Regions from separate parts of the Triticum aestivum genome. Here region 2 is linked to region 1. Evidence: chromatin contacts called from public Hi-C data. All regions are on one chromosome and are shown on one strand. Each heading gives the region's core, a stretch centred on a gene start, on an enhancer-like site or on the middle of the called end of the contact. The rest is flanking DNA. Distances are from core to core; before and after follow the strand shown. Region 1 has its middle 6.0 kb from the start of LOC123128596. Region 2 has its middle 66 kb from the start of LOC123128597.

Region 1 (5,659 bases), core at 2,482-4,981:
CGCCATCATCGGTGGCGCTTTGCACTGGGATCCACATGTTTAATTGTTGCTGGCTAGCTGTTCCTCTGACCATCTTATATACAATACGTAGATCCAGCTTTGCTCCTTCCACTCTCCCTTTTGCGCTCTCTTTTTCGTTCAGCCTTTTGCAAGCTTTATCGAAAGTGCTATTGTGAGCTCGAGCTCACAGGCACCCTTTGCTACAGTACAAACAAAAAAATATTTAAAAAGTTCAAAAAATTCTGAATTTTTTTGGCAACAAACATTGACATATTTTTCACGTGCGTACAAATTTTCATGACAAAATGACATTCATGCAGGTCTCAGCAAAAAAAACAAAATCGATGCTCCAAAATGCTTCCAAAAACAGTTTTTTTGGAGCATGATTTTGTTTTTTTTTGCTGACACCTCCACAAATGTCATTTCATCACGAAAATTAGCACGCATGTAGAAAAAACATCAAAGTTTCTTGACAAAAAAATTCAGATTTTTTTGAATTTTTTTACTATTTTTTCAGATTTTACTGTTCATCCGGGATCACTGGTGCCCGGGATCAATTCCTCCGCGTCCAAGCTTTATCTCTTATACAGATCATGTGGTATACGGGTGAGCAGCCTAAATCTCGAAAACACACAAATCAATAATCCTACATGCATATGGACAATTTACAGATGTTTTAGATACTCCTTCCAGCTAATCCCCCCCTCCCAGCTTGAATTTCACCGGGGAGGGCCCTTCCCTCCCGGATTTTTCAATCGTATTCCTACACGTCAATCAGTCCGTTAAACCAGTAGGGAATCCCGTTTAAGTCTACCATTAGGGAGCGACTACAAGTCAGTCGATGTTTGATATGCCGTTGGTTTCTTATCTAAAGATCAAAACATTTAGATCAGAACCAACTCTACGCATAATTGAATCGACTCATCCTAATTATGAGTTACACCATCAGCCCAGCCCAGAAAACTCTCCCTCATCCCGCACCTCTCCACCTATCTCAAAAACACACAAACCAATAATCATACGTCCACAAACAATGTATAGATGTTTCGCATACTCCCCCCCCCCCACCCCACCCCCGGCACCCCTCCCACCTTGAATTTCGCCGGGGTGGGCCCTCAGCCTATTTTAATCCTAAACCATCACGTCAACAACTCGCTAAATACATAGCGAATCCTTCTTAAGTATACCGTTAGTCCGCACAAAAATCTTGGACCCCAATAGCGTGTTGACATGTCTTCCGGGAGGTCATCGGAGAGAACTATCGCCCCCCAGCCATGTAATCCCTTCGTTCGGAAATACTTGTCCTAGAAATGGTTGTATCTAGACTTGTTTTAAGTCTAGATACAACCATTTTTAGGACAAGTATTTCCGAACGGAGGGAGTAAGAACGAATGAACACTTTCATTCGATCAAAAAAACCACTCACATCAAACGCTCCAGAATTGTCTTGCAAAAACCGATACCATGTTGTTACATAAGGATTTGTCATGTTCTAAAGTAAATTTTGCCATGCTGCAGGAGACATGTGTTTTCGGGGATTTGCCATGATTACAACATGAAGAATTGCTAGCCTGAAAAATGGTGAAATTTTCCATGCTGGCTGAAGAGAATTGCCATGCTTTATCCAACGAAAAGGTGGGAATTGCCATGCTCTAAAAACAGAATGTGTCGTCTCCAAATGTGCTCCATCTTGGGAGAACCAATTACTGTCGTCACTCGTACTTCATTGGGCAGGTGCGTTTGAGGCAAAAGCTTTAGGATTTGTTCATGGGATCCGACATGCATGAGGGCGTTCGCGAGGAATCCTTCAAAATCTGACATCAGAATTTTAGCATTTGGGAAAATATATTAGGAAACTTCATACATACAATGACATTTTGCCTGATTTTTTTGTGTGAAAGATATTTTGCCTGATAATGAACTCGAAAACGACTTTAATTGCATTCATATACATATATTTGATGGTGAAAAGCTGTCATCGTTAGTAACTACTGGAGCTAGTGCAGCCATGCTAGTATTAGGTTTTGCTCCCTTGCTCCTCCAGGATGCCGATTTTAACTGGCTGTATCCGTGCCAACTCAAAAAAGTGGGAATTGACATGCTTCGTGGAACGAAAAAGATGGGAATTACCATACTCTAAAAACAGAAAATTTCGCCTCCGAACGTGCTCGCTCAGAATGCCATCCTAGGAGAACCAATTACCGTCGTCATTCGTACTTCGCTCGGAGGGTGCGTTTGAGACAAACACTTTAGGATTCGTTCGTGGGATCTGACGTGCCTGAGAGCGTTCGCTCGGAATACTTCAAAATCCGACGTCAGATTTTTAACATTTGGGATTTTTTTTTAGGAAACTCCATTTTATACTATGAGTTTTTTGCCTGGTTTTTTAGTGTGAAAGATATTTTGCCTGATAATGAACTCGAAAAGGACATTAATCGGAGTCATACACATATATTTGATGGTGAAAAGCTGTCATGGTCAGTAACTCCTGGAGCGATTGCAGCCATGCTAGTAGCAGGTTTTGCTAGCTCCCTTGCTCCTCCTGGATGCCGATTTCAACTGGCCCTATCCGTGCCAACTCAAAAAAGTGAGATGCGAAATAAATATCTCTGTCGTTGTAGTTCATCTAGTAGCTGTTCCAATAGGAACGTGAAGTACATGGCTCACCAAGTAGCCAGAGAGTATATCTATAGTTTCTTCAACTTGTGACCAATCGATCGATGGGGCATTGATGTCCCGATCGATCGGAATCGGACAGACATCAATAATCTCATATGTTTTCAAGCTTGTAGGGCGCGTAAATTGAAGCCGTGAATGACGTACGTACCGTGCGTGCTTGTTCCAACCCCAACCGCGCGCTATGTTTTCCGAACCAGCGTGTTATCTTGAAGAACTAGGTCCGTTTGGACATAAGTACATGGCACCAAACATGAGCCAGTACATGCATGTGTCTCGCCTTGCTCGCGACAAGTACGTAATGGTGACACCGATGAGATCTCCTCCTTTGATTTCATTGCTGCTGGTACTTACGTACGTACGTGCAGACCTCATGTGTGTGTTTCGGTACACCTTGCCTGTAGTATTTTTCTCGCGTCCGTAGCACGGTAAAAATATCAGTGCATGCAACATGGTACTTATCTCAAGTAGATCTAATAGACAGAAACACGAGCCAGAGCATCGAATTTTTTGAGCATCAATACAGACACAAGCGCGCATACAGATGCTCAATTAGTAGTTTATTAAAGTAGTCTTAGAGTATTGCATACACATTTCGTATAGAAAGACCGGCCGGTCCGGTCCCACCGGTCAGGCACAGCATGCAGAACGAACAATTTAAGAAAATGCAGACGAGGGGAGTACGTACTACCCTACTGTGCAAACGGAGGGTGGTTGATGCGGTCGACACACAAAGGTGGAAACATTTATGTAGATCGACGTGCATCTGGGGCATGGGCACCATACCATGTACCGAGTTCCAGTACCGGTACCAGCTCGGGCGCCAGTAGGCTACAGTTGTGGCCACAGCGGCGTGACGGCGACCCGACGTACCGCCCCTCCCCCTGCAGGCCGGATGCGCGCCGCTATCGCGCACGGCGACGACGTCGATCGCGGCCCACCGCGGAGATCTTGCATGCGTCGCCAAATATTCTCGACCGGGACGTGTCGATCGCGCCGCGCAGACAAGGTCGACCTCCTCCGTTTTTTACACTCACTGGTCACTCACGCGTTTTGCTTCTCCCCGGCACGCCTTTTCACATGTGCATGGTATGGTAAAAAAGAGTTGCACGCACGCACGTACTGGCCGGACGGCGACAGGTCAACCGAACAGTGGAGTGGTCGTGGACGGGTGGAGAAATATGCACGTCAGCTAGGCTAGGCTGGAAAGAACTGCCTGAAAAGTACGTGTGCCGTGTGGGCAAGTTCACCTCAAACCTACTGTTGCTACTGCAGAGCTGCGATGGGGTTTGCAGTCGTCGCAGCAGCGGCGGGGCGGGGCGGGCCGGAGAGTGGTGGTGGCGGCGTCGATCGCCGGCGACGTAATGGTCACATGTAAGGGCATCTCCAGCCGTTGGCTCTTCAGAAGGGGCAAAAAATCATCCTTTGAGAGCGTACCGACGCTAAACCGCGCACTGGGGGCGTGATGCCCCCCAGTCGCGGCCCCATGGGTTTTTAAAATGTTTAAATTCGACACAAACACAACGCAAACATGTTCGGGTTCGTTCAAATTTAAACATATTTTACAAAAAAAGGAAAAATTATCGCGGGCTATCCCCGCCGTCTCCCTCGCCGCCCGCCCACGCGGTTCTACATGCCGAGGAGGCTGTAGAACCGCGTGTAGTCACCGCCGCCGCCGTCGTCGTCGTCGCCCCCGCCGACGCCTCCGCCGTCCCTGCTGCATTCCTCCCCCGGTTGGCGTGGCGGGTTGGACGGTCCGGGGGCGTCGTCGTCGCTGTCGAGGACCACGGCGCCGTGCTCGTCCTCGCGCCCACGCTTGCGGGCGGCGATCTCCTCCAGGGCCCGGCGCTGCCGGACCATCTCGTCACGAAGGTAGTCGTCCCGTGCCCACCGCAGGGCGTCCTCGTAGGAGAAGCCACGCCGGGCTATCTCCTCGTACTCCACGGGGAGGCCGGGCTCCGGCTTGGGCTTGGGCTCGACGAGGACGAAGCGGCCGGTGGGGGAGGCGTTGTCGCCGATGCGGACGCCGGAGCTGCGGGTGCGCGCGCTGACAGGCGTGCCCTGGGGCTCCGGCTTGACGGGGCGGAGGTAGGGGGGGCTGCCGGACGAGGAGGAGGACCCCCCGGTCTCCATGCGCCTCGGGGTCCAGGAGCTTCCCCGGCGGCGTGGGAAGGACGGGGGAGCGGGGTACTCGTGGCGCGGCGTGTTGCCGCCCTCGATGTACTCGAGGACGGCCTCCAACGTGCGCCCGGGCATGCCCCACCACCGACGCCGGCCGACGGCGTTGAGCCTGCCAGAGGGCTCGACGCCATTGGTGGCCTCGAGCTGCTCGGTGTGCGGCGGAAATAAGGCTCCCAGAGCGGGCTGTCGGGGACGTACCGTGGCCCCTCCCTCGCCGCACGCGGCAGGGACGAGCGGATGTGTGCGATCTCCGCATGCCACGCCGCGCCGGTGGGTATCGGGGGCACCGGCACGCCGCCGGCGCTGATCCTCCACGCCCCGGACACCCGCATGTCCGGCGGGACCGGGTACTCGGCCTCGAAAAGAAGGCGAGCCTCGTTCTCGTGAAGATGGCGGCGGCCGAAGCCGTTCGCCGCTGCGCCGTCACCTGAGAAGCGCTCGGCCATGGGTGTGATGAACTGGAGACAGCGAGAGAGAGGAGAGGGAGGAACGACGACGGCGAGAGAGTGCGAGTCGCCGAGTGCGCTGGGGCGCGTCTTATATAGGCCGAGGCGCCGCCCGTGCACGAGTCGCCGTGAGTACGCGTGGCGGGCGAGGGAGGGCGAGGGACGCGCGTCATCCGGTCTTCACTGCGCCGCCCGTGAGGCATCAATGGCGCAGGCTGACCGGCGCGGCAGCGCGGCAGCTTTGGCATTGATTCGCCGCGGGAAACGAGGCGATGAGGACGACAAAGGGGCGAGAAGAGGGTAGAGTCGCTGACAGGGCGGACCCGCGGCTGTTTCGCGTCAAAACAGTTCGCCCC
Region 2 (5,659 bases), core at 928-3,427, 160 kb after region 1:
AGCCAAGCTTGCCAAGGGCATCCTCTTTGCACTCAAAGTATGGGTCATATGCTACCACTCTCTCCTGAATACGATTGAACACATGTCTCGCCATACGGAAGCGGCGACGAAATTTGTATGGTTTGAAGAGTGTGCTATTCTGAAAGTAATCGGCATAGAGAAGAGTGTGGCCTCTCTCCCAATTGCGGTTCAAGGCTGGAACATGGCCAGGGATTGATCCCCCGAACCGAGGCCACTTCCTACTAATGTAGTCGTGAACGACCAATGCAGCCACCACAAGCTCTTCATCATCCAAGGATGAATCATCCGATGAACAAATGAAGTTGTGAAAGAAATATTGATCCCCGCTATCCATGATACCTTGTGAGCAAAGCGCCGAACACCTTGAGGTCATGGTGGAGACCCTGGCCGGAAAGAGCAAGTCGATGAAGCGAAGCAAGGTTGGTATTGGTGGGGTGGGCGCCCTACGGCAATGCAGCGCCTGCCGGAAGTTGTTGGGGGTCGACGGTCGGCGCCGGCGGCCGTAGCTTCTTTCCCACCGGCAACAAGGAACCATGAACGCCAGCAAAAAGCTCTACCGAAACGCGGGCGTGGGCGTGGTTGTGGGGCGGACGGCCTTGATGGAAGGCGACGATGGCGGGGACGGAGAGCGGAGGACAGAGGGAAGAGCAGGCGAAGAGGAAAATGGTTGTGTCCCCGACAGACGGGCCAGGAGGGGACTAGGCTGCGCGCCGCGTCCGTCCGTGCATGTCCGTTTAGCCGCAAACGCGGCCCGAAGTTGGGCTGGAATGGGTCGAAAGCGGACCAAAAACAAACATTGGTCCGTTTCCTTCCGCGCGTTGGGCGGTTTGTTCTGTCCGTTTGCCCTCAAACAAACGTGGCCGAACCGTTTGGCGTCGTGCGTTGGAGTTGGCCTTACAAATTCCGCGTTTGGTGACCCGAGATGGGAGAATGGCTAAACACAGCCAATCTAGATACCATACGACCACACCATGCATATGCAATTATGGACGCGTCTCCGACCATATATCATGCCCTGTCATGAAGTATTGATCCGGTATAAGACCGTGGATTGCTTTGCACACGATATTCGTACATATGATATGGTGTGTCAACACTAGATAGCATGCTTCATTCGTTTTCTTTTCCCAGTGGAGTTGGTTGATTGGACGAAAGCACATGTAACAGCAATCGTATGTGTTTCCGATGTGAAAATGTCGTATCTATAGCAGAACTGTTTCTAGCACTCGTGACCATGTTCTTGAATCGCCATTGCCGACCCTCCGAATCGTTTCAGATAGCGACACCTCAGCTAATGCCCGCAAGCTTCCTCCCCGGAGAACATGGTCGGCCGGGCCAGGCCAAACAATAATGCACGAGTGCTACAGCTATTCATGCATCGTCGTTAGATTAGATCGATGCGGCTTAAATTGATTGATGCGCCTTTGGAAACCTTTGCTAAGACGAATTTGATTGCCAACTAACGAACGATCCAGGCCAGTTTGATTGGCTGCCAGTGCCAGTGATCCGTATGACATGGATGGATGGGTCGACGCATCCAGACACGGACATGTCACTGCTGGTGCGATGGCTCTGCTCCAACCACGCCACTAATGGCCAGATTGGACCATCGATCTAATCTGTTGGTTCATCAGTAACACACACTTGACTTGATCCCTCACACATGTATTCCCCTGTAGCCCGACGCCGTTGCGTCAGTCTAGGTCTAGGGGCATCCAAGCCCCAGTTGCTAGCCCCGGTCACTCTCGCGAGCAGTGGCGCAGATTTGTCGCGCCAGCTTTTTTTTGCCAAAGACGGGAGGGAAAATTCAAAGCCAAAAGGAACGGCCGCATCCATCGATCCATAGCAATCAGCAGACTGGTCTACGCCACTGGCGCCATTAGTGTGGCATTTCAGGGTTGTCTCTCTCGGACCCGTGTTCCGTTGCCGTCCGAGGTCGACCTCGCCGTGGTGGTACACGCCGTTTGCGTGGCGGTGGCGCCATCGGCCGCGGTGGACGTAGCGTCGGAGAGGTACGGGGAACGGAGAAGCTGCTGCGACGCCGCTGTCGTCGTGGCTCGCCGAGCAGCACATGTTTTCTTTTGGGCATGAGAGCTACTGGTCTTGCTTGGCTCGCAGGGCGTCGTCTGGACTTGGAGGAACCGCGTGTGCAAACGGCGACGTCGCAAGAGTCCACGCAGGTGGTGGGGAGAGCAAAAGGTACGCGCCGGGGGTAATGGCGGATCGCTGTCGACTCACTCTCGTCCCACTCTCCGGGGAAAATGACGGATCACGGTCCCGATCGAGAAGGCAAATTACGTCCAGATCGCAGTCGCAGCAGGTGATGGATGGAAAGGCAACCGGCCGGCATATTCGAGGTTTTCAGGGTTTAGACGTGCACCTTGTTTGCCTGTGTGCTTAGAGCATCTCCAACAGGCGCCGGACGCGCCGCGCGCAAAAAACAGATTTGCCACGCATGCATCGCCTGATTTGGCACGGCGCGCAGCGCTAGCTCCAGCAGCCGCGCTAAAATGCAGCGCGCGCGCGCCGCTCCAGCAGCGCGCTAAAATACAGCGCGCGTGACAACATTTTCGAAAGCATAAAAATAAAGATGAATTGCATAGGTAAAAAATAAAGATAAATTGCATAGATAAAAAAACGATATAAAGGTATTTTACATCGGTGCAACTAGATAGATAGTTCAAAAACATAGATAGATAGAACTACGGTGTAACTAGATAGAAACTACTACGGCGTACTAGATAGAAACTACTCCAAATCGCTACCACCATCATCACCATCATCAACCTCGTCGGTGTTGTCCGAGGTATCGAGCCAAATGTTGTCCCAACGTTCATCGTCTGACGTGAAGATCGACCTCCCACCTGCTGAAACGATGTCGCACTGCGCATTCGCCAATGCCTTCCGCCGACGCCGGTCCGCCCGCTCCGCGAGGCGCCTTGCCGTCCTCTCCGCCCAGTAGGCACGCTCGTCGGCGACGTCCTCCGGGTGGCGACGGCGCCACTCCGCCATGGCTCGCTCGTCCTCCTCGGCGATGAGGAGGCGGCGGCAGCGCCGAGCGTGGTCGGCACGGTCCATGTCGGTGATGAGACGCGGCGGAGGGGCGACGCGCTGCGCCTGCTCGCGCGTGAAGACGTCCCGGAAGTTCATCTGCGTCCGGGGCCTATCCAACCGCCATGCCGCCGCGTCGTACGCGCGGGCCGCCTCGTACGCGCTCCGGAACGACCCGAGGCCGAGCCGGACGTCGCCGGACCGGATCTCGGCGGAGTACCAGCCGTTGGGGCGCTCGCGGACGCCGCGGTAGCCCGACGAACCCCGGCGGCGCGGCGGCATGGTGGCGCGGAAAGCGGCGAAGCGGCGAGGTTGCGAGCGGAGGGCGCGTGGCTGTGTCTGTGCGCGTGGCGAGCGCGGCATTTTATAGGCGTGCGCGAAGCGGCGCGCCAAATCTACCGCGCCGCGTGCCGCTTTCTCCCGCGCGCGCGCAAACGCTTCCCGCGCGCGATAACTTCCGCCACCGCTGGAGCGCGCGGAACCAGCCGGCGCGCGCTAAACCCAAATTTTACCGCGCGGGCGCGTCTTTTGCAGCACCTGTTGGAGATGCTCTTATTTCTGGCAAAGCATGTGCTGTTTACACTCTTTACACTGACAGGTCGAACTCGAACGTACGGGTGAAAGAAAGCTTCAGTTGACAGTAACTTTTAGGTTTGATTTTGAGATCTAGGAGTGTGTGCAACTGCGACAGCAGTACACACAGACGCAAACCTGTGCGCGCGGCTCTTTCTGACCCGAACAGCCAAACAAAACATGCCACTAGGGCACCTAGCTGGAAGGAATTCTGAGGATGTGGTTGGTGATGCTGGTCAGTAATCACACACATGCCAACTAGTATTATTTAGTTTAGCGCTTGGACCATAAGTGGTTGCCCTACTCCTTGCAGTAATCAGCAAAGTACCCCGATCGAGCTAGCTAGAAGCATCAACAAGGTCCCGCAGTTTCGTGGGCGCGGCTGTACGCACAGCGAAGCAGCTGCATGCATGCATGCAATGCAGGACCTCACCGACCGATCTAGCATCAACAAGGTCCCGCAGTTTGCATGCATGACAACTGATTAGTGTATCGTGCAATCAATGTGATCCCAAATTAATTGGGCGCGTGTCGTTTGTTGGCCTTTGTCCCGGTGCTCGCGCGCGTTGCTGTTCTTTTAGGTTTAGAGATTTTGATGAGGTACTGAGACGAAAAATTTCATGGTTTTGAAGTGAGAGAGGTGAGACCGAGCTGTGAAGCACAAGTGACTTTTTTTTTGAGAAACAAGCCGGAGAAGTACGGTGTTAGATAATGGCCCATGCAGGCCCAATAAGCTGCTACAACCGAACCCCTGGCATGGTGAGGGGGGGGGGGGGGATCGGTGGTTTTTTCCCTCTAGCTAGGGTTATCTCTCCTCTCGTCGCCGGCGGCGACGTTGAGAAAAATCTTCAATTCCCGGGGCTTACCTCCGCCTCTGACCCTCCCTCTCGGGCTTTCAGGAACAGCCTGTGATGTTCTCGGCCTTGGACGGAGTAGGGGACGAGAGGAGTCTGCGGAGTTTCCAGATCGTGATCGCATCAAGATCGACTCGAGCTGTGACCATGGCAAACAAGGGGGGTTCTTCGGCGTTGGGAGACAAGGCCAAGGGAAAGATTGATGATCTCATGAAGGAGTTGGCGTTGGGAGAAGATGATCTGGACGATGTGATATTTGAAGAAGATGATGCGCCACCAGCAGATGATCTCCGATGGATGATCTTGGTCAGGGTGCACATGGATAAGGGCTTCAACACGTACTGGTTCTTCCGCAATATGAGGTCGGCTTGGGATCTGGCAAGGACAGTAAAGATCAAAACCCTAGAGGACAATTTCTTTATCATGCAGTTTAACTGCCTAGGGGATTGGGAGACGGTAACCCAAGGAGGCCCCTGGCACTTCAGAGGCAATCCGGTGATAATAACACCGTATGATGGTTACACCAAGCCGACTACTATTGAACTATTCAAGTTTGATATATGGGCTCAGATTATCGACCTTCCCATTGCTTATCATGGTAAAGTCAAGGCTCTGGCTTCGAAGCTCGGTGAGTTTGTTGATTCTGAACCCTCATCCTTTGATTTTGAGGGGAACTTTTATCGTGTGAGAGTGCGCCTGGATGTGCGTAATCCTCTGAAGAAAGCAACTTCCATAGTCCATGCAGGAGAGCGCGAGATCTTTGCGGTTAAGTACGAGCGACTGCCGCACTGGTGCCAGGTGTGTGGGATGATGGGTCGTGAGTTCAAAGAACATGGTGATGGAGTCCACCCTCCTTGAGCACTAATATACAAAAACCTCCGGGCACCAGCCTCAACTGCTTGGGCTACGAGGCGCCGTAACAACCATAATAATAATCAGAAGAGGCAGCAGAACCAGAACAAGGATGAATACCGAGCTGATGATATGGCTAGCATGAGGGAAGGGGATGCTCATATGGAAGTGGTCGATCCCAGCAGGAAACGTGGCTCTGTGGAGGTGGTCACCCCGTCAGCATCGACGGGCATGGAGCTTGTGCTTGTTGAGAAGACCAAAGGGGGGGGGTGCTGTTACTAGCCCGCCGCCCAAGCAGGATCTGAAGA

The links. A called contact is a pair of places that touch in the nucleus more often than the background predicts.
Region 2: a contact with region 1 is called in a Hi-C map of leaf, with 2.2 times the contacts expected there. The contact joins two enhancer-like sites. A contact is called at or near these places in 2 of 5 Hi-C or Micro-C datasets (both in leaf) and 1 of 1 datasets of contacts at active chromatin or transcription factors (leaf).

The regions. Positions count from the first base shown.
Region 1 is chr6A:569,226,965-569,232,623 of IWGSC CS RefSeq v2.1, forward strand. No RefSeq gene overlaps it. Among protein-coding and RNA genes, the nearest start is that of LOC123128596, 6.0 kb to the left of the region's middle. Within about 2 kb of position 3,732, at least 5 of the 8 cell types and tissues checked have an H3K27ac peak or open chromatin away from gene starts, as enhancers often do. A contact at or near this core is called in leaf, where this site is marked.
Region 2 is chr6A:569,387,369-569,393,027 of IWGSC CS RefSeq v2.1, forward strand. No RefSeq gene overlaps it. Among protein-coding and RNA genes, the nearest start is that of LOC123128597, 66 kb to the right of the region's middle. Within about 2 kb of position 2,178, at least 2 of the 8 cell types and tissues checked have an H3K27ac peak or open chromatin away from gene starts, as enhancers often do. A contact at or near this core is called in leaf, where this site is marked.